Regions from separate parts of the Mus musculus genome. Here regions 1, 2, 3, 4, 5 and 7 are each linked to region 6. A link is a contact called in public HiChIP or PLAC-seq and promoter capture Hi-C data. All regions are on one chromosome and are shown on one strand. Each heading gives the region's core, a stretch centred on a gene start, on an enhancer-like site or on the middle of the called end of the contact. The rest is flanking DNA. Distances are from core to core; before and after follow the strand shown. Region 1 has its middle 17 kb from the start of Cstad. Region 2 has its middle 20 kb from the start of Ier5l. Region 3 holds the start of Fnbp1 (formin binding protein 1). Region 4 holds the start of Miga2 (mitoguardin 2). Region 5 has its middle 7.1 kb from the start of Gm14487. Region 6 holds the start of Prrx2 (paired related homeobox 2). Region 7 overlaps Ptpa (protein phosphatase 2 protein activator).

Region 1 (2,700 bases), core at 121-2,620, 270 kb after region 6:
TATTACAGCCGGGTCCCACAGGACAGTGCAGAGAGCAGCCAGCTTGCCTGGAGGCTGTGGAAGATACCACAGAGTGTATCACTGACCTAGGAAAAGATCAAAGTCCAAGGCATGGTTTGTATGGACTGCAAGATACTTTCATGCCATTAGATTCAAACAAACAAACAAACAAACAACCCCAGTAAACACAGGTTGATGGGAAAGGGTTTATTGTGTCTAACAGTTTGAGAGCGTCATTCTGTCCTAGTGAGAAAGATGTGGTAGCTGAAGAGGCTACAGGAGCAGGAAGCTGGATGCTGAAACTGCATCTGCAGCAGGAAGCAGAGAAGAAGCAGATGGTTAGGTTAGACCATAAAGCCTAGAGGCCTCCCCTCAGTTACCCTTCCTCCTCCTCCTCCTTGAATCAAGTGTTCAAACACACATGCCTGAAGAAGACATTTGCCATCCAAACTCTAACACTGCAAAAGGTAATCAAAAGGGTGTGGTTCTCTTAGCAATGCAGAAGCAAAATGACAGATTACAGAGACAACAAGGGAGAACACAGAATGCAGGACTCACCCACCAAGAAGACAGCAACAGTCTAGTGCCTGAGACAGTGTCAGCAAAATCCAAAGGGGGTGGGGGGTGAGGGGTGGGGGGGCGGGGGGGCGGGGGGAGAGAAATGAATAAATGTATGATTGCAAAACCCTCTCTCAACTCAAAGGACCATGACTCAAAACTGGCCACCAGCTGCAATCTCCCTGTCATTTATGGAACTCTGTATCAGCCAGAATAACACTATTTTCAAGGGCACAGAACACACAGGCTTACATTGGACCAGCAAGATGGTGCGGGAGGTTAAAGGGGTCTGTGGCCAAGCCTGGTACCTAGGTTTGATCTACTACAGAGTAGGCAGGAATGAACCCTTGAAAGTTGTTTTCTGCCTTCCATGTGTGGTATGGTGTAGGTCTTCAAGTACATACATACATACATACATACATACATACATACATTCATACATGTTTTAAAGGCTACATCCTAGCCTCAAATAAACCTGTCAGTTTAGAAGAAATACAACCATTTAGAGTGTGTTCTCTGATGTAACAGACTCTAAGTAGGAAGCAATACCAGAATGGACTTCCAAGACTCAGAAACTAAACAACTCCTCCCCTAAATAACTTGTAGGTCAGAAAAGCCAAAACAAAACAAAACAAAAATAGCTTTTAGGGGTTTTTGTTTGTTGGTTGGTTAGCTTGTTTGTTTGGTTTGGTTTGGTTTGGTTTTTATGATGCAAGGTCTTGTTTGGTTTCAGACCCTGGGACTAGGTGCTGAGGTGCATATTTTACATATCAAAAGCAGATCGGGCCTTCAGGTTCTCCCATCATCCCTCAGTCCCTACCTGGCACACCCTGATCCTACTCCCGAGCTTTCAAGCCCTGGGGCTGGGTTGCCCTTCCCTCCAGAGGCTCCTCTCTATATAATCCAGACATTTTGGTCTCTCCCATCCCCTCTCTACACTCATTCTTTCTGTCTCTTCCCCCTCTCCTCCCCTCCCTCCCCATGGTGGCTTCCCCTGGCCTCCTTCCTTGGGAGTTAGTGAATTTGCCTGCCTGAGAGCAACTTCCCAATAAATCTGCATTTAATATAATCTAATCTGGTTTGAATTGGCTCATCTCACCAGCTGAGAAATAATTTATCAGATAGTGCCAAACCCCGGGAAAGGTTGAGTGCCCAGTCTGATGGCTGGGTTCTTCCCTGGCCTCGCGGAGGGACCGCTTCTTTCTCTCCACAGGAAACATCAACTTCAGCCTCTGTGAGTAACTACCTCCCAGAAGCCCTCAAGCAACAAGTGCTCCTTTCCAGTCCAGGGCTCTTGGAGCTTTCCCTGCCGAGTCAGGGCCTCACCAGAGATAGCAAAGAACAGGTGTTTGTTTGGGGAAATCTTTGATACAAAGACGTTTGGTCTGAGGTTACGGCCTCCATATTAACCATTAGATCCCAGACTATTGAATGGGTCGCCAGTTCCCATAGTCTCAGGATCTCTGGGAAATGCTGGGTCTAAAACTGATCGCAGATGCCTCTTGTATGTCTGCTGCAAAATTTACCCAAATTGGCCTGAACTTCCAATGTCTCAAATTTTGGCAACTGCACTCTTGCCCCTCAACTCCTTCACCTCATTGAGCGCAGGGCTCCAGGTACCGCCTAGCCCCACCCAGCCTCCACCCTTCTCCTGCTCATGAGCAGCCCCCGCAGCAGCAGTGGTGACTTCAACAGTAATGGTGAGCGAACATTTTAAATCACCCACGCTGGCCACAGTCAATAAACAGCATGTGCTTGGCCGCCATCTTGACTTTGGGAAAAAGGAACTGTGGCTTCACCACCATCTTGGTTAAGGGCAGTCACGTGATTGGCAGCCATCTTTGCTATGGAAAAGTCAGACCTTCACAGCAAGCAACTCCAATTTATACTGTTTGTTTCTTTCTTCTTCTACCAGCTGCCTCGGCCCAGAATTTACCTTCCGGCTTTCTAGCCACTAGATTTATTTAATGAGCTATCAAAACAGCACCTCCACGAGTTCATGTTTAAAAAAATAAGGTATATTTAATAATCAAATGCTTTCAAGGTCGAGAATGGGCAACTTGATTCAAGCTAAATTTGTCTATTCAAATATACTATAGACACATGAATGGTCCTCAAACCCCCATACAGGAATGGGTGAAA
Region 2 (2,727 bases), core at 25-2,524, 390 kb after region 6:
AAAGAAAGAAAGAAAGAAAGAAAGAAAGGAAGGAAGGAAGGAAGAAAGGAAGAAAGAAAGAAAGAAAGAAAGAGAGAAAAGAAAGAAAGAAAGAAAGAAAGAAAGAAAGAAAGAAAGAAAGAAAGAAAGAAAGAAAGAGAATTCCCAGAGAGCTGCCTGCCTCTTCTTCCCCCGGGGCTGGGATTCCAGTGTCCCTTTTTGAAATACTCTAACTTGGTCTCAAGCAAATAATGAGAGCAACAGGATTTGTCTACACTTAGACCAGGAGGGTTTTCTGGGATGAGCAAAGGTCCCGTCCTGATGGAGAAGTTGCCACTGACTGAGGAGACAGCACTTTAGCCACATGGGGCATGGCTTCTGGCTTATCAGCTCCAAGTGCAGCCTGTGCGTGGGCTGCCTGGAGCCACAGACAATCTGTGTCAGATCCTCCTTACCAAAGAGCTGTTGGGGCAGAGAATCGTGTGGATGAAGCTGGACGCACCACAGAGTCAGTGTTGGATAAAGCAGCCATGTTGTCTTGCCTTCTACCCATACCTCCCACTCTACTCGTAGGCAAGAGCCCTCACCTTGAAGACTGAAGCTGCGTCTAATGGGTTCATCAGAAGGCTCCGGAAAGCCAGGCTGGGTCCCTGGGGGCATGCCAGGCCAGGGAGGCTTCAAACACACACCCCGACAAAAGTGTGTCGCTCCTCAGGACTCTTTATGAGAGTTTTCCAATCAGTTTCCATCTAAGAACCAAACTAATATGTAGGCATTGTAGATAGAGACTTCAAAGAAAGAAAAGCAGCCCCATATGGAAGCTCATGACTCAGAAGGCAGAGGCAGGTGGACCACTGTGAGTTTGAAGCCAGTCTAGTCTACATAGGAAGTTCTATGTAAGGTAGGGAATACAGTTAGATTTGGTCTCAAATAAACAACCAAAGGGGAAAGCCAGCTGGAAGGCCTGCAATCTCTTTCTTTGCTGGGTCAATGGTGTTCAGCATTTTTATAAGTATACTTGACAGCAGGAAAGCAGGCAGAATCCCCAAACCCTTGGTTCCACAGGCAGAGTAAGCACGCTGCCACCTATGCCCACACTGGTGGACAGCGACAGAGGCCAAGGATATGGATTTCCTTCTACCAAAAGGGAATGTGTGTTTCTTGGTCTTCTTAGCTGCTTGCTCCACTTAACAGGCCACAGGCCTGTTATCAAAAGAAACATAGAAGCCCATCATCCGACAGCCACTGTGCCTGCTCCACCAGCCTCTAACAAGCCCTAACTGTTCAACACAAGGGTATTTCCAGTGTTTGCTTAGAGTAAGTCATGAGTAAAGGGTGCGCCATGTCTGGCTGCTTCACTGCAGCCTCCCAGCTCCCACAAAGAGCAGGGAGCAGAGGGCTCTGCCCACACTGGGCCAGTGGACGAGCTCAGTCCTGGCCTGCATCCCTGGCTCCATGCATCCTGTTAGTCACTAGCCAAGAGACACACTGGGGTCCTCTTTTCCCTCCAGCCCACATCTCTTCCACTTCAGGACCCTGAGAAATGTGTTGTCTGAGGTTCCCCAGGGACAGTGATAGTGGTGCATAGTGCTGCCTCTCCCTCTCTTCAGAAAGCTGGGACACGCAGCACAGCCTCCACAGCTCAGCCTGTCTGTTCGTGGAGTGGGAGGGGCAGCTTGGATTAGAAGGCTACATGAGGCCTTTCAATCAACTGAAGCCTGAACTGAGCCCCAAAGAACCAGGGGGCTCCCCAATGGGGGTAAAAGGTCAAATCAACCAGTAGTCAGAGAGTGAGAAGAACAGAGCAGTCAGCGTGGCTAGAACGTGAAGAACAGGAAGGATGGCAAGGAGCCTGAGAGCCCATGGCCTGACTCTCCCTCTCCCTAGGATCGATGGCAGCCCTGCCAGCCCTCACCAGCCGTGTCCAACATGCTGCCATCAGCACCTCAAACCCAGCGACCCTCACTGAATCGTCTTTCCTCAGAGCCTACTCTTTCCTCCCAAAGGTGATGGGACCCAGGTTCAATGAACCCCTTCCCTCTTCTTCACCACCTAGTCTCCCCACCTCTCCCCAGCAGCGCAAACCTCCCTGGCCTGCATAGGGTATCTGTGCCAAGGCATTAGGTGATACCAGCTTCCAGGCCAGCGCCTACCCAGATGCCAGGGAGCTTCCCCACTTCCTACAAACCCACAGAGGCCCACTACATCACTTTCTTAGCCTCCTAGCTGGTTTATGATGAGTGGGGACTGCTGTGTGACAGGCTCTCTGGTCAACATCCTCCTCTCCTGTAGCTCGCCTACTGGAAACAGTAAGCACCTTGCAGAGAACTCATCTAAACGTAGGTTTTTGTTTTGTTTTGTTTTTGTTTTTCGAGACAAGGTTTCTCTGTGTAGCCCTGGCTGCTCTGGATCTCATTCTGTAGACCAGGCTGGCCTCGAACTCAGAAATCCGCCTGCCTCTGCCTCCGGAGTGCTGGGATTAAAGGCGTGGGCTACCACCGCCCAGCTACATACAGACTCTTAAACACAAGCTGCACAATCCAGCTTGTTCCAAAGGTCCCCTTGACTCCGGATGGCGGGCAGGGACATGCCCATCCACTGAGAGCTCCCTTGGACCCACGTGTCAGCACAGCAGTGCCCTTCATGGGTCCAGCATGGACCGGCAGTGGGAATCCTCTCATCCAGCTCCAAGGTTCGACTGTACCTCCCACCCACTCACGCCCGCAGGGCACCCACTGCCCCAGAGAC
Region 3 (2,700 bases), core at 26-2,525, 300 kb before region 6:
AGTTTTGGTTTTTGAGACAGGATCTCACTATGTAGCTGTAACTCATAGAGATCCACTTGCCTCTGCCTCCATACCTCACCATTATTGTTTACCATTGTTATTTTATTTTAGCTGAGGTTTTCCCCTTTGTGGACCAGGTCATCCTACTTGGTATTTACTATGTGGCTCAGGTTGGCCTTGAACTTGCAGCAGTCTTCCTACCTCTGCCTCAGGAGTGTTAGGACTGGTTAGGAGTGTTAGGTCTGGGACGGCACACACTGGGCTGAGATTCACCCTTTAAGGAGATTTAACTCACTGTTGGAAAAAGATGAACGGGTTCAGGATAACAGGGAGTGGAGAATTGTGTAGAAGAGGGTCACGACTCTGGAGGAGAGGTCTCGGAATTCAGAGAAAGAAAGATTCTGAGGAGACAGTTGGAAGCCCCCAGATTCTCCACAGCATGTGAGAAATGACATTCTGTGGAGTTTTGGAAGAGTTAATGAGATGGTTCCCATTCTGCGTCAGCCACCCACTGGCCAGTTCACCTCCTCTGTTCACATCACTAGGCCTGGACTGGTAGACACTGCCTCCTTTTGGCAGCTGAGGCTCTCCCCCAGATAGAGGTGAAACCTGTTCTAGACCACCCAGCCAAAGAGTGCAGAGGCTGAATTTGAACCCTCCAAAGTCCCTGTGGGCCCTTCAGAGATTCTGCTGTCCTTCAGCAGGGTAACAACTTCACTGCCGAGATTCCTGGCCAAATAGGCAGAAAAAGGCACTGGTTATAATTCTTTGGGCTCACATTCCCGAGTTCTTTCCCTGGGTTCCTGGATCTGCTGGATTGCTGTTCCCTTCAACGTCCTATGTACACTGTGCACCGACGTCACGGTCCCAGGCCCCACTCCTACGCGCGCGCTGCCGAGCTCTTTGGGCCTCCACAGTGTCTGGATAGTGGAAGAAGCCACTCCGGGAGCTTCTAAGGTGGGCGTCGGCGGCCACCTGGCGAAAGTTCTGAAATGCAAAACAGCGCTAGGCGCGATGGGTAGAAGGCAGATGGCGATGGAGGGACGTGATCACCAGCAGCCCAGTCTGCAGACAGAGAGCGCAGGTCCCAAAAGAGTTGGGCTCGCTGGTTGCCGAATACCGATGACGAGCAGGAGTCCCCAGGGGTTCACGTCCTTCCAGACCCCCGGGGCAACTGCGCCAAAGGGAGCCTGTGGGCGGGACGGTATGCACGAGCTGTCAGTCCGGTCCCGCCCCGTCCCGCCTCTCGTCCCGCCCCATCCCGCCCCTCAGCTCCGGTGCGGGGCGGGCGCGCTGCGGCGGTCGCTGCTGCTGCTTCCTCGGGCCATTTTGCTCCGCGCGGAGCGACGAGAGGTTGCGAGCTCGGGCTAGAGGAGGCGCGGGCCGGGGGAAGCGGCGGGCTTTCCGCATTCACAAGGTTCGGAGGGCCGCAGCGATCGCCGGCGAAGGGGGTCGGAGGCCCCTTCCCGGTCCCTGCACCATGAGCTGGGGCACTGAGCTCTGGGTGAGTGAGGGGCCGGGCCGCGGGCGGCCTGGGCGGGAGGCGCATCGAGGGGCCTCGGCGTGCGTCGTCGCCCAGCAAAGAGGGAGCGCGGATCGGGTGGCCCCGGCGGCCTCGGGGCGGCGTGGAGCTGGGTCCGGGCTCCCGGAGCGGCAACCCGCGGGCGTTCCCCGGGGGCGTGGGGCCCGCGCTGTGCCGGGCTGCGTAATTGCGCGCGCCCCTGGCCGGAGCTCTGGGGCCGATCTATACGCTTGGAGGTGCGGGCGGATCCCGCGCTACTCCCGGGGGCGGGGCGGCCTGGCAGGCGCAGGGTTTCGGGTCTCGGGGGTACCGGTAGCGAGAGGTAAGGTCTTCTCTCTGAAAGTGAGGACTTTAGCCCCGAGGCGGTTGGAGCGCACTTGTATCTTGGAGACAGCTCAGATTCTGAATTTGAGGGGGGCTGCGGTGTTTGGTCCGCAGGGGGACAGCGGTAGGGGAGATCATAAGATAGCACGGAGGGACGATTGCCGGGGACCTGGTTCTGTCCTGCTGCCCAGAGGAAACGAAACGGTTTCGAGAGGGGATAATCTTGCGAGGATCCTTCCTTTGGGGGTGCAGGTGGGTTAGTGATCAGCTTGTATCTGGAAACGGTCCCATCGAGGGCGATCAGAGGACGCCAGGACAGCTCTCAGGGCATCTCCGGGAAAGGGAGGCCGTTGGCCGAGGGGCAGGGCCTGTTGCCCTGCCTTCCTCTGGACTCGAGCACGGGGAAAGGCTGGTCATAGGCGTGCGGTGCAATGGCCTGGGTGAAGGTGGGGAAGAAACCGCGGTTACTGCGCTGAAATGTGCCCGAGACCAGTCCTTCTCAGTGATGAATCCTAAGTGCCCGCTGACTACCTTTCTGAATTCCATTTGTGAAGGGTGTGGAGGGATAAAGTATGGGGTGGTGTTGCCATCCAAGATGAGGCCAAGAAATGCCGTGTCAAAATAAGGTTAGGGCAATTAGGGAAATGCTGTGCATCCCCCTTAAATTATTTTCTTTGCCTTGATTGTTTTTACATAACCATTCCTTAGACTACAGTAGCTTCTGCTAATACTAAAATCCCGGGAGCATTGGCTCCCAAGATAACTCATTTCATAAACATCCTCTGTCAAAGGGGTTCCCATTCATTCGGCTGTCAAAATGTCAGGTGACCGGGGCAAATGCCCATTTTGAAAAT
Region 4 (2,700 bases), core at 197-2,696, 480 kb after region 6:
CTTCAGAGGAAGGAACACCATAGGCCAGGACAGACCCTGTCTCTCTGGGATGATGACCAAAAGTCACTAGGCCAGCACAAGACATGAACAAGGAACAGATTATCCTTGGTGAGTGGGGGAAGGCATACAGCCCTATCAGGCTGGCCCTAGGGCTGTGGGGGGAGGGGAGAGGGCAAGAGGGCTGGCAGGCAGAGTGAGGTTCAAGGGCTAAAGAAATTGCCACACTGTCAAGGGCAGGGTACATTTTTGCCTAGAGGTTAAGTGGGCTATGATGTGCCTCCAGCCTGGCAGGGCACTGAGTGAGAGACAAGGACATCAAATAGCAGGAGATATACTTCTCAGAGCATTTCAACAAGCCAGCGCACTAGCTCTCTGTGAGGCCTCAGTGGAGTCCTTCTCAGAGCACGCAAGGATAGGAATACTGAGGCTTTGAGAGATGAGGACCGAGGCTGGGCCGAGCACCCTAGCCATTGCCTGCTGCTTGCTTGTATCAAACCTGAGGGCCTTGAACGTCTGGGAAGGCCACCTGGTATTAGAGGTGAGCCTATTCTAGGATCCAGGCAGGAGGAGAGAGGGAAGGGGAGGCCTGGCATCTGTTTGCAGGTGAGTCCAGTTAGCCTTGTCTGTGCCCAAGAGGAAGGAAGGGTCCAAGCTCATCATCATATCCTACCTGTCTCTCTATTCTAATGCTGGCCACCAATCCTGCTCCACATTCTTGAGCAGGTAGGTTATCTGCTCCTCCACCCTGGCACCTTAGGCCTGATATCCCGGCTTTCCAATCCAGGCCCTCCTCTTTTGTGCAAGCCAACCCTACTAATTGGCCTGAGCATTCTCTCGTCCCACTTTGACCTGGCTGTGTTATCAGAACCAGGCAGTACTACAGCTCACTCTGCCTCATGTCCTGTTTGTCCCACCCCTGCACATCTCTGTGGGATCCCACGCAGCCGGGCATTGGGCAACCCCACAGTGAACATCAACAATATTCCAAGCTTCAGTATCTGCTCCTTGCGGAGCCTGGGCAGGGACCTTCCTGCTTTGGCCCCGACCTCCCTAGGACATCCTTGACCGCTGTCCACATACAGCGCTGCCCACAGCCGGCACACCTGGGGGGGGAGGTGCCCGCGACCATACTTTTAGATGCTCGCAGCGTTCCAGGCCCGGGAGTCTCCTCTCTGACCCAGCTCCTTTCTCGTTCCACCCACGGAGCCACGCATCCTCTCGAGCCGCCTGGTCCAGGGGATCCACTCATCCCACCTTGGACACCTTCGCGGGCTGGCTGGATCGCAGACCCCGGCGTGGGCCGGGTTCCATGCTCCGCAAGCCTCGCTTCTAGCCCTGCTGATCTGGTCGCCCGCGCAGTGGCCGTCACTCACCAGGGATCCCATCGCTGGGGAAGGGCAGCGTCTCCTTTCCAGGCGGCAATACAACCAAACCACGCCGCTGGATGGGGAAGGCGTGGCCTCGGGCCGGCCAACACAGCTCTGACCAATGAGCGTCTCCATATCGCTCCGCATCGGCGAGGCCCTTGGCCAATGGGGTGAGCTACGTGATCACGCAGACTCCGCCTCCCTCGCTTTTCGCACCGCCCCCTAAGTGTGGTTGCAGTGTGGAATGTCCTCTTCTCTCCTCCGATTGGTCACTAGGATTAGACAGACACACGGACACTAAAAAGGCGGTGGAGTTAGTGGACACCTGGGGCTTTCTGGGAAGCAGCTGCTTAGAGAGTCTCTGCCACACGCTGGTCCTCAGCGTTGTTGTCACTGGGATGTCACACCTGATTACCAAACTCCTGCGCTACACATACTCTCACACCAACAGGCACACACGCATGCACGCACACGCACATCTACAACCCTTATTTATGCATGGTTTGGTTTGGTTTCTTGGTTTTGGATTTTTTTTTTTTTTTTTTTTTTTTTTTTTTTTTTTTGAGACAGGGTTCCTAAAGGATCTATGCTTTGGAGACTAGCAGGTTTTGTATGTTTGTTTTTTAGTTTGGTTTGGTTTGGGGTTTTGGTTGGTTGGGTTGGTTTTTGGTTTTTTTTGTTTTGTTTTGTTATTTTCTGAGGCGATTTTTTTTTTGTGTAGCCCAGGCTGTCCTGGAACTCCTGCCCTCTGTTGGGATTAAAGCCAGGTGTCACCACCGCACTGCCCGCTGATCTTGAATTCTTGATCCTCCTGCCTCCAATCGCCTGAAGTGCTGGAATTATTGGGGTTTTTTTTGTTTGTTTGGTTGGTTGGTTTGGTTTTTTGGGTTTCTCTCTCTCTCTCTCTCTCTCTCTCTCTCTCTCTTTCTTTCTTTCTTTTTCGAGACAGGGTTTCTCTGTGTAGCCCTGGCTGTCCTGGAACTCACTTTGTTGACCAGACTGGCCTCGAACTCAGAAATCTGCCTGCCTCTGCCTCCCAAGAGCTGGGATTAAAGGCGTGCACCACCACTGCCCGGCGAAGTGTTGGAATTATATACAAGCATGTGAAACTCTGCCCAGCTACATCCAAATTCTAAATTAGTAAATAATTATTATTTGAATATCAGGGGAAAAAAATAAAGGCCAAAGTGAACTTTTTTGGTAAAAGGTGCAAGTAGTGCCTATATAGGCCAGAAGAGGGCGACCTCTGATCGCCTGGAACTGGAGTTACAACTGAGAGGAATTCTGTGGGTGCTGGGAATTGAACCCTAGTTCTCTGCAAGAACAATACACT
Region 5 (2,700 bases), core at 100-2,599, 320 kb after region 6:
TGAGTGCATGTGTGTATATGTATGTGTGAATGTGTATATGTGTATATATGTATATGTGAGTGTGTGTGAGTGTATTGTGTGTATATATGTGTGTGTGAGTGTGTGTGTGTACCAAGGCATGCACATAGAGGTCAGAGGTCCACTTGCTGTGAGAGTCAGCTCTCTCTTTCACTGTGTGGGTCCCAGGGATTGAACTACTGTCATCAGACCCCCTGATAAGCCTCCTCTACTTTTTGTTTTGTTTTTGAGGCAGGATGTCACTCCATAATGATATCGACCTAAACCGGCCTTGAACACACAGCAATCTTCCTAGCACAGCCTTCCCAGCACAGGGACAACAGGTATGAGCTACTGCACCTGGCCAAAGGTTTTCAAAGAAATAAATCCAATAAAAGGCAAGTTTGTACGATCACCTGTGAACACAAAGCAACAAGAAACAGCCAGGTGTGGTGACTCAAGAGTCTGCGGCAGAAAGATTGTGAGTTCAGGGCCAGCCTGAGCTACATAACAAGTTCCTGCCTCAGAGTGTGTATATATTAATTTTAAAAATGCTATAAGACAATATAGCAAGTTCATAAAAGAACAGAGTAGAGGTGTCCTGGAGAGATGTTTGGTGCTGATGAGCACTAGTCAGTGCTCCTGCAAAGGACCCAGAATCAGTTCCTAGGCCCCTCACAGTGGCTCACAACCTTCTGTACCTCCAGTCCTAGGGGATCTAACACACTCTTCTGTCCACAGGGACCAGGCACACACACACACAGTGAACAGACAGACAGGCAGACATGCAAGTCAAAACAGTCATACAATAAAAGCAAATAAAGACACAAAATTAAAAGATAAATAAGACCAGAAGTGCTGGACGTGATTGTGACAATGACTGTGACAATGACTGCGAGGAGATGCAGAGGTCAAGGATGTGGCTCAGTGGTAGAGCAGCAGCCTAGCACATACAGGTAGTTGCATTTGCTCTCCAGCGATATGATAAGCCAGTACGTAAATAAACTAAAGCCCTGAGATTTTATTTCTGACTCATTGCTGATGGTGCTGTACACATCTGAATTTTGGTGTCTTGCCATTAAACCAAAGAGCTGCAAGTTTGCGATATCAGTTCTTTGTGGATTGTTCACTCGCTTGTGTTCCATCTGCCTTTAGGGACCCCACATCCAGAGCTACACAACATGGCCACTTAAGAACTCAGAGACCTCCTCCTTTCAGGAGTTAAGAGCCCCTAGGGCTCCCTGCAGTCTTTGAAATTGGAGAACGAAAGCTTTGGGGACCATGGGCTCAGCCACATCAATGGAGCTCCTTCCTGTGGCATCGTGGGTCGTGCTCCCTGTGACTCACATCCTCCTCCTCCCTCCATCTCCTCTCTGAGTAATAAGCAATTAAAACAAGGGATGAAAAGACAATCTAGGGATGGTGGGAGAATGGATTCAATTCAGCCAAAGAAAGAATTAGATTAAAAGAAGATAGGTCAGAAGGAAATATCCAGGTCCAGCAATATGGCTTGCCACCAAGCACGGACGCCTGAGTTTGATCCATGAAACCCACGTGGTGAAGGAGAGAACTGATTGCCAGCTGTCCTTTGACCTCCCCATGTACCCGAGGCATGTGAAAATGCTTCAAGTGTTTATGAGCTGAAGAGATGGCTCAGCTCTTCAGCACTTGCTGCTCTTGCGGAAGACTCAGGTTAGGTTCCCAGCACCGACCCGGCAGCTCACAATCATCTGTAATTCCAGCCTCCTCCGATCTCTGAGAGCACCAGGCACACACACGGTAGACACATATACATACATTCAGATAAAACACTCATACACATAAAATAAACCTCTAAAATAAACATCTAAGACAAAACATCCAAAATGCATTTCAGAGAAGCATAAAATGGAGAGATTGGGGGAAAAAACAGACTAAAAAAAGATAGGGTTTAATTGAATCTCAGAGAGAAGGGAAGTAGACAGAAACAATGTTTAAAGATGATTCTTGCCTCATGGTAGTGGTGCACACCTGTAATCCCAGCACTCGGAAGGCAGAGGCAGGCAGATCTCTGTGAGTTCGAGGCCAGCCTGGTCTACAGTGCTAGTTTCAGGACAGCCAGAGCTACACAAAGAAGTCCTGTCTCGATAAACCGGGGGAGGGGGGGGAGGTGATTCTATGGGCTGTGGGTATGACTTGTGGATAGAGCCCTTGCCTACCATGTATGAGATCCTGGGCTCTATCCCCAAACCACATAGACTGAGATGGTAGCTTAGCCAGCCAATGAGTCTCTAGAACTGATGGATGCCAACAAGCCACAGGTTGAAGAGAAATGAAAATAATCCAGACCTCAGTCTGCCACACAGAGGCTGCCCCGAGCATCATGGGTAAGCAGGCCACAATCCTGTGAACAGACAGTAGCCACAGCAGCTCCAGGGCAAGCAGACATCACAGAACCCAGAGGCCTGGAGCCATGGAAAGAACAGCCCTTCCAACTGGATGGTCACTACTAAGAAAGCCCCTGGCTAGAGCCGGGGGCAGAAGCTCCAGCCTGAACACCATGACAGCAGCCTGGTGTCAACAGGGGTCACTGGAGGACAGCAAGGTTGGGATGTGAGCCTCTGAAGGGTACAGCCAGGCACACTCACTGTGGACTCCTGGGGAGCCCTAAAAGGCCAGGCTTGGTTGTCACAAGCTCCCAGTGTGGTAGCTCAGAGAGTATGA
Region 6 (2,780 bases), core at 226-2,725:
CACATGTGCTCACAGCCTGGCTTTGAGACAGTGTCACTGTCATCACTGGCACCTGAGAGCAGAGGCTCCCAGCTTGCTTGAGCATCCCTCTAACCATGATCTTCCACAGGAAGTGGAGTCCTTAGGGTGGGTGGGAAGGTGTGGGGGGCGGATACCAACCCCTGTTCTGTCAGCTCCCCACACAAACTCCCTCTTCTTTGAAAAGCTGAGCTGAGGACTTTATAATCCTGTGTGACTTTGTGTGTGTGTGTGTGTGTGTGTGTGTGTGTGTGTGTGTGTGCGCGCGCGCGCGTGGTGGTATTGGGTGGACTGGTTGTTTTTAAAGCCCCTTCCAGATGACCTTTAACCTCTGCTGGGGAAATAGGCCTAGCTAGCTGTCCTGAGAGATCCTCCACCCCAAACTGGTGGGCGTGGTTGTGCAGATATCTCCACCCCACAAACCCTCTGAAGACTTGTCTTAGTTTGAAGGTCCTAGACTAAGTTTGGCTTAGTGGCTCGGCCTCTCCACAGCCTCAGTTTCCCCCAGCAGCAAAGGCACCAGCTTCTGAGGGTAGGCTGGTATGGAGTGCAAGGGAAGCCAGCTTTCCCCAAGTCACACATCCTCAAGATTGTAAGTGGATCTGGTTCAAAGAGGGTCTCCCCTGAAGGAGGGACTTTTGAAACAACAGCAGGTCACCTCTCACCACACCACTGGACTGTGGTTTCTGTGATTGTGGCTCCCACTGTGAACAATCCAGTCCTCCAGTGCCCACAGCTGAGATCCTGCAGCTAGGGGGTTCCTTTAGCTGCTCTGGTCCACAGCCACAGTCTCGCAAACCCTGTGTCCCCACAGCCCAGGGATCCCACAGCCAGGGTTCAACAGTCCACTAGTCCTGCAGTCCATGGTCTCTGTAGCTGGGATCTTGGAGCTAGCTCTCTCTCTCTCTCTCTCTCTCTCTCTCTCTCTGTGTGTGTGTGTGTGTGTGTTGTCCCATTATCCGCCGATCCCACAGTCACAGTCGCACAAGCCAAAGACTCCACCAACTAAAAGTTCCAGAGCTAGTGGATCCTGCAGCCAGTGAACTCCTCAGCCCGAGTTACTTAAGGAAGGGATCCCTGGACCCGGAGTGCTGTAGTCCGAGTCCCGCCGCCCCTGCCCGGTTCCCACGCCGCACACTCACCGTCCTGCGGCGCCGCCTCGCTGCCGCTGCTGCCCCCGGACGGTTCGCGCGCCGCTCCCTCCCGCGCCTCGGCGGGCCCCGAAACGGGCCCCGCAGCCCTGCGCCCAGCAGCCGCCACCTCCTCCAGGTCCAGGAGGTGGCTCACCGAGAAGTTCTTGCGCGCCTGGGCGCAATCGCCGGGTGCGGGCGGGGGCCCCGGGCCGGGCGCTGGCGGGTCTAGGGCGAAGGCGGCGGCCGCGCTGTCCATGCCCTGGCCGCGCCTCTGCCGGCCGCCGCCGCCTCCCGCTGCTCACTGTGCCGGATCTCAAGTCAGTCGGTCGGGGACCCGAACTTTCTGCCCTCCCCTACGGGCGGACCGCTCACTAGCCAGCGGCCCGGGCCACACGCCCCTTGTCGGGGCGGACCTCGCCCCTGGCTCCCCTCCCCGCGTCCTGCGCCGTCCGGCGGGAGGCGGGGCCAGGCCGGGGTCCTCGGACTCCCAGAAGCAGTTTAGGGGGTGCCCAAATCCCGTGGGGAGGGGTCTTTAAATATCTCAACCAGAGTCTCTGGAGGTGATGGGTGGGGAATCCGCCTCTGTTTGTTGCATATTGGGGGTGGGGCACCCCAAGAAAGTTGACAGATCCTGTCCCCTCCAGTCCACTCCTTCTTAGACAGGGTCTCATATATTGCAGATTAGCCTCGAATTTGCTACGGAGCCAGGAGCGGCCTTGAACGCTTCCCAGATTGTCCCTCATTGTTCCCACACTGATGGAAAGAAGGAGAAGTTTTCGAGGACCACCCCGCTCCCTCCATGCCGAAAGGAAGGTTCGGGCATGGAGGCTGGGCCTTTTCTCTCATGTTGCAGTGGGTGACACTTATGCGCCTGTCCCCAGAATAGGTTCTCCTAAGGACCAACCAAGTAGGAAGGGGCGAGCTTCTGGGGTGCACAAGGAAGAGACTCAGCAAGGATCATAGATGAATGACAGCGGAGGGAAAGACAAACCAGGTCTATCTTTTATGTAACTTTTTCAAGAAAGACCAGAGAACCAGCGGGTGAGAAGAACGGAGACTCTTCAGGGCTCCAAATACCCCAAGTCTTACCCCAAAACTATTTTCACTCCCCTTGCTACTGCCAGAAAGACATGAAGTCATAGCACCAAAGAGAACACAAGGAGGTCTTCAGGGTGTCAGAGGCGGGCAGCAGGAAACCGTCTCGAGACCCACCCTGGAGACTCTGACCCACCCCGGGGTACCCTGAGTCTCTGCCAAGGACACAGGGATATTGCAAAGGGTCTGAGAAACGATCTAGCTCCTGTTCCCTTGCAGGACAGACCAGGAAAAGCTAAAGCTCATTTTAGTGCTCAGAGAACGACTGAAGTTGGCCTGTCCAAGCTCTTGTTTACTGCGCAAAGTGAGGTCCAGAGCCTATATACGTTGCATTAGGGTCTGGGGAGCGCTGTGGCCACAGTGGTATCCTTCATCTCATGTAGTCACCATTCAGAGCACGATGAGCAGAGATGTCCTACATCAATGCTCGGGCTCCAGCCTCCTGTGTTAATATCAAGACTGTGCTTGGACCTTGAGCAAGTATCTGAGACCCTAGTTTCCTTGATTGCCGAATAAATTATTGAGAGGAGTAAA
Region 7 (2,776 bases), core at 137-2,636, 410 kb after region 6:
GGGTTTGACCAATTAGAAACCCCAGCTTATTGAGCACCTACTATTTGGGCAGACACTGTCCATGCTGGATCCCAGTAACAAATGAGTCCTTGCCTCAAAGAGCTCATGATTAGTCAGAGACCACAGACATTAAATATTAAATATATAGTTACTACTTTGAGTTTAGCTATTTGGGAGACAAGTGGGTAACTGAGGCACATCCTAGGGGGACCCTAATTTCAGAGTTCAAGGTTTTCTCCTAAGGAAATAATGTTTAAAATAAAAGAGGAACGGGAGGTGGCCAGCACAAAGGAGAGTAGGAAATCATTTTAGCCAGAAGCAACAGCACACAAAGGCCACAGTAAGTAGTCAGTGTGCCTCCAGCAGAGGGCACAGAAGGCGGCTCTGACCAGATGGATGTGAACAGCCATGCTAAGAGCTTGCGTGAGCCCTGATGAGGGATCACGAGGGAGGAGGACCCTCCTCTCCTAGTCATACCCAGCAGCAGTCAGCTCTGCACAGAGCACTGGCTAGACCCTAGATCCTGTTCCTTATGTAGTAAGACAACTGGAGGGAGGTGCAGCCAGGTGTTTCAAGCGACCTCTGCAGACCAGACAGCTGCCAGATATGGATGCACACACGCTCAATTATGGTCACCTATAAATTTCCGAATGGGGTTCTGGAGAGATGGCTCAGCGGTTAAGAGCACTGACTGTTCTTCCAGAGGCCCTGAGTTCAAATCCCAGCAACCACATGGTGGCTCACAACCACCCCTAAAGAGGCCCTCACTTATAATAAATAAATAAACAAATAAACAAATGAAACTAAGCTAAAATAAATAAATAAATAAATTTCCAAATGACAGCCAGGCTACCCCATGCCCCAGAACTCTTTTCCTAGTTGGGCATTAATCAAAGCTCCCCATATCCCAGAGTCTCAGAACTGTTGTCAGCAGCAAGAGGAACAGAGGACAAAGTTCTCCAAGGCTCTGCCTCCAGGCACGCCTTCCCCAGGGCTTGCTGACACTCGTGCGCCCTCTAGCTCTCCTTCCCAACCAAGCGGGAGACAGCACATCTCTCAAATGCCTACTTTAGTGAAAAGAGGAAAGGAAGCCCTTATCACAATGGGTCTCCTGGACTATGGAGGCTATCTCAACCTAGAGACCACGTCTCTTTAAAGTCCCTGCAACAGCTTAGCCAAAATGGATGACAGAGCCAAAGATCATCAGCACAAAGAAAATGGCTGAGAGACAAGAGAGGTGAGGAGAGAGTGGGCTATCAAAGGTTTTTCTTCTCTAGGCATCTGCCCTTAGTAAGTGCTCAATAAACTATCTCTAGAGTGATGAGGCATCTAAATAGAAGCCAGCTTCACCAAGAACAGAAACCAACTCTCAGCAGTGTCGTGCCTGTGGCAATAGCACCACCTGGTGGCATAAGATAGAGCCAGCAGTCACTATCCCTCCCAACAACACTGCTGAAACCCATACATTCCCACACCCATACACCCATACACCCTACACATACACACACACACACACACACACACACACACACACACACACACACACACCCCTCCCTACTTCTCAGGGGCCTGACAAACTGTTGCTTTCTCAGAGACCCCCCAAGACTGTGTGGAGCATAGAGAAAGCAGCTCAGGCAACATGAAGAAAGCAGCAAGGTCCCCATCACCCAGAGCCCTCAGCAGCAGATACCTGTGCCATAGTCAATTCGTGTGGAGTTCCCCACAGCCTCCTTCAGGTAAACTGCCACTTCAGGCACAGCAGCAGCCAGGTGGGTGGGGACCACTGTGGCCACCAAGTTTTCTGCTTCCTGATAACATAAGAGACACACAGTGGTGGCAGCAGATTAGGCAGCACCTGGGTGAGCAGGCAGCCACTGGGAAGCATCTGCCTGGGGTCCAGGCATCGAGGCTCGCCTGCTTCCCAGTTCTGAGAAGCTAGAAAAGGGGAGGGAACTCCTAGGGTGACTTGGGAGCAAGATAAGGCATCAATGCGCCCCAAGGTCTACAGAGATTATGGGATGTCCAGCCTATTATCCCCATAGTTGCTGGGTCCACTCCCAGAGCAGTAAGCATGCAGGCTAGAGTCTGCCATGACATGCACGGGAAGGTTCCAAACAGCATTAGTTATCCCAGTCAGAACATAAAAACTCAACGACAATGTCCCAAAATAAATACACCACACAGAGTTCTGCAACACAATACTACACAACAAAGAAAAGGATCCGTCTCCAGTGACAGCAGTGAACCTGACCGACATAAGGTCAAGTAAAGGAGACTACCCAAACATGCACGCCAAACACAAATAAAACCCATGTCTGCAACAGTAATGGAGAGAGGCCGGGAGAGCAGCGTTCCCGAGCGTGCCGGGCCTGCCTGGCAGAGGGCGGGGGGTGCTCTGCAGCTTGCTTGGGTGGTAGGAGCACTGCAAACACTGACCCCAGGCTGCTGCAACTTGCTTAGCTACTGCTAGCTTTCTTCCAAGTTCTGACTTCTAACTAAAGTCTATCTTCTGAGACACCAAGGCCACGTATCACCAGAGTGCAGCAGCGGGGGGGGGGGGGGGGGGGGGGGGGGGCCCTAAGGCTGCACCCTCCCAGACAGTGGTGTGCTCACAGAGTGACAGATTAGTAAATAGCATCTCTCCAACTGGAGCTGGAGGCATCCCTGCCTGGCCTGTGAGTACAGCTGCTCTCCAGAGACCCAAAGCTCTATTTTCCCAGTGCTCCGAAGAGGCAACTTCTTCCCAAGACCAAAACCTTGGGGGCAGAGTCTCGCA

Evidence for each region. HiChIP or PLAC-seq counts read pairs in DNA pulled down with a chosen protein or histone mark. Capture Hi-C pulls out chosen DNA fragments and counts their contacts.
Region 1: a contact with region 6 is called in an H3K27ac HiChIP or PLAC-seq map of embryonic stem cells, with 5 read pairs. The contact joins the enhancer-like site here to the promoter of Prrx2 in region 6. A contact is called at or near these places in 5 of 39 promoter capture datasets (cranial neural crest, liver, maxillary cranial neural crest and 2 more), 2 of 484 Hi-C or Micro-C datasets (bone marrow-derived macrophages and erythroid progenitors), 1 of 115 datasets of contacts at active chromatin or transcription factors (embryonic stem cells) and 3 of 9 other capture datasets (adipose tissue, liver and pancreatic islet).
Region 2: a contact with region 6 is called in a FOXA1 HiChIP or PLAC-seq map of pancreatic cancer cells. The contact joins the enhancer-like site here to the promoter of Prrx2 in region 6. A contact is called at or near these places in 10 of 39 promoter capture datasets (the C10 cell line, the HPC-7 cell line, cranial neural crest and 7 more), 4 of 484 Hi-C or Micro-C datasets (bone marrow-derived macrophages, cerebellum, embryonic stem cells and 1 more), 23 of 115 datasets of contacts at active chromatin or transcription factors (the HPC-7 cell line, the NIH/3T3 cell line, VIP interneurons and 18 more) and 4 of 9 other capture datasets (adipose tissue, embryonic stem cells, liver and 1 more).
Region 3: an H3K4me3 HiChIP or PLAC-seq map of embryonic stem cells shows a contact between it and region 6, with 13 read pairs. The contact joins the promoter of Fnbp1 here to the promoter of Prrx2 in region 6. A contact is called at or near these places in 1 of 484 Hi-C or Micro-C datasets (CD8 T cells), 3 of 115 datasets of contacts at active chromatin or transcription factors (embryonic stem cells and pancreatic cancer cells) and 1 of 9 other capture datasets (embryonic stem cells).
Region 4: a promoter capture Hi-C map of pancreatic islet shows a contact between it and region 6. The contact joins the promoter of Miga2 here to the promoter of Prrx2 in region 6. A contact is called at or near these places in 3 of 39 promoter capture datasets (the C10 cell line, cranial neural crest and pre-B cells), 2 of 484 Hi-C or Micro-C datasets (CD4 T cells and nephron progenitors), 6 of 115 datasets of contacts at active chromatin or transcription factors (bone marrow-derived macrophages, embryonic stem cells, fetal liver and 3 more) and 3 of 9 other capture datasets (adipose tissue, liver and pancreatic islet).
Region 5: an HNF4G HiChIP or PLAC-seq map of pancreatic cancer cells shows a contact between it and region 6. The contact joins the enhancer-like site here to the promoter of Prrx2 in region 6. A contact is called at or near these places in 5 of 39 promoter capture datasets (the C10 cell line, the HPC-7 cell line, cranial neural crest and 2 more), 1 of 484 Hi-C or Micro-C datasets (bone marrow-derived macrophages), 2 of 115 datasets of contacts at active chromatin or transcription factors (bone marrow-derived macrophages and pancreatic cancer cells) and 3 of 9 other capture datasets (adipose tissue, liver and pancreatic islet).
Region 7: a contact with region 6 is called in an H3K27ac HiChIP or PLAC-seq map of embryonic stem cells, with 6 read pairs. The contact joins the enhancer-like site here to the promoter of Prrx2 in region 6. A contact is called at or near these places in 10 of 39 promoter capture datasets (the C10 cell line, the HPC-7 cell line, cranial neural crest and 7 more), 12 of 484 Hi-C or Micro-C datasets (the G1E-ER4 cell line, LSK cells, bone marrow-derived macrophages and 7 more), 20 of 115 datasets of contacts at active chromatin or transcription factors (the HPC-7 cell line, the NIH/3T3 cell line, VIP interneurons and 16 more) and 3 of 9 other capture datasets (adipose tissue, liver and pancreatic islet).

Annotation. Positions count from the first base shown.
Region 1 is chr2:30,576,886-30,579,585 of GRCm38.p6, reverse strand. No RefSeq gene overlaps it. Among named protein-coding and RNA genes, the nearest start is that of Cstad, 17 kb to the left of the region's middle. Within about 2 kb of position 1,370, at least 9 of the 459 cell types and tissues checked have an H3K27ac peak or open chromatin away from gene starts, as enhancers often do. A contact at or near this core is called in embryonic stem cells, where this site is marked.
Region 2 is chr2:30,452,433-30,455,159 of GRCm38.p6, reverse strand. No RefSeq gene overlaps it. Among named protein-coding and RNA genes, the nearest start is that of Ier5l, 20 kb to the left of the region's middle. Within about 2 kb of position 1,274, at least 31 of the 459 cell types and tissues checked have an H3K27ac peak or open chromatin away from gene starts, as enhancers often do. A contact at or near this core is called in pancreatic cancer cells, where this site is marked.
Region 3 is chr2:31,140,583-31,143,282 of GRCm38.p6, reverse strand. Fnbp1 (formin binding protein 1) reads left to right here and starts at 1,275. Exons shown (of 17, transcript NM_001177648.1): 1 at 1,275-1,504. The coding sequence starts at 1,481.
Region 4 is chr2:30,362,979-30,365,678 of GRCm38.p6, reverse strand. Miga2 (mitoguardin 2) reads right to left here and starts at 1,446. Exons shown (of 16, transcript NM_001242407.1): 1 at 1,374-1,446.
Region 5 is chr2:30,526,305-30,529,004 of GRCm38.p6, reverse strand. No RefSeq gene overlaps it. Among named protein-coding and RNA genes, the nearest start is that of Gm14487, 7.1 kb to the left of the region's middle. Within about 2 kb of position 1,349, at least 28 of the 459 cell types and tissues checked have an H3K27ac peak or open chromatin away from gene starts, as enhancers often do. A contact at or near this core is called in pancreatic cancer cells, where this site is marked.
Region 6 is chr2:30,844,062-30,846,841 of GRCm38.p6, reverse strand. It overlaps Prrx2 (paired related homeobox 2), which reads right to left and starts at 1,475. Exons shown (of 4, transcript NM_009116.2): 1 at 1,161-1,475. The coding sequence starts at 1,407.
Region 7 is chr2:30,434,596-30,437,371 of GRCm38.p6, reverse strand. It overlaps Ptpa (protein phosphatase 2 protein activator), which reads right to left. Exons shown (of 10, transcript NM_138748.5): 5 at 1,691-1,808. Among named protein-coding and RNA genes, the nearest start is that of Ptpa, 20 kb to the right of the region's middle. Within about 2 kb of position 1,386, at least 39 of the 459 cell types and tissues checked have an H3K27ac peak or open chromatin away from gene starts, as enhancers often do. A contact at or near this core is called in bone marrow-derived macrophages, embryonic stem cells, fetal liver and 2 more, where this site is marked.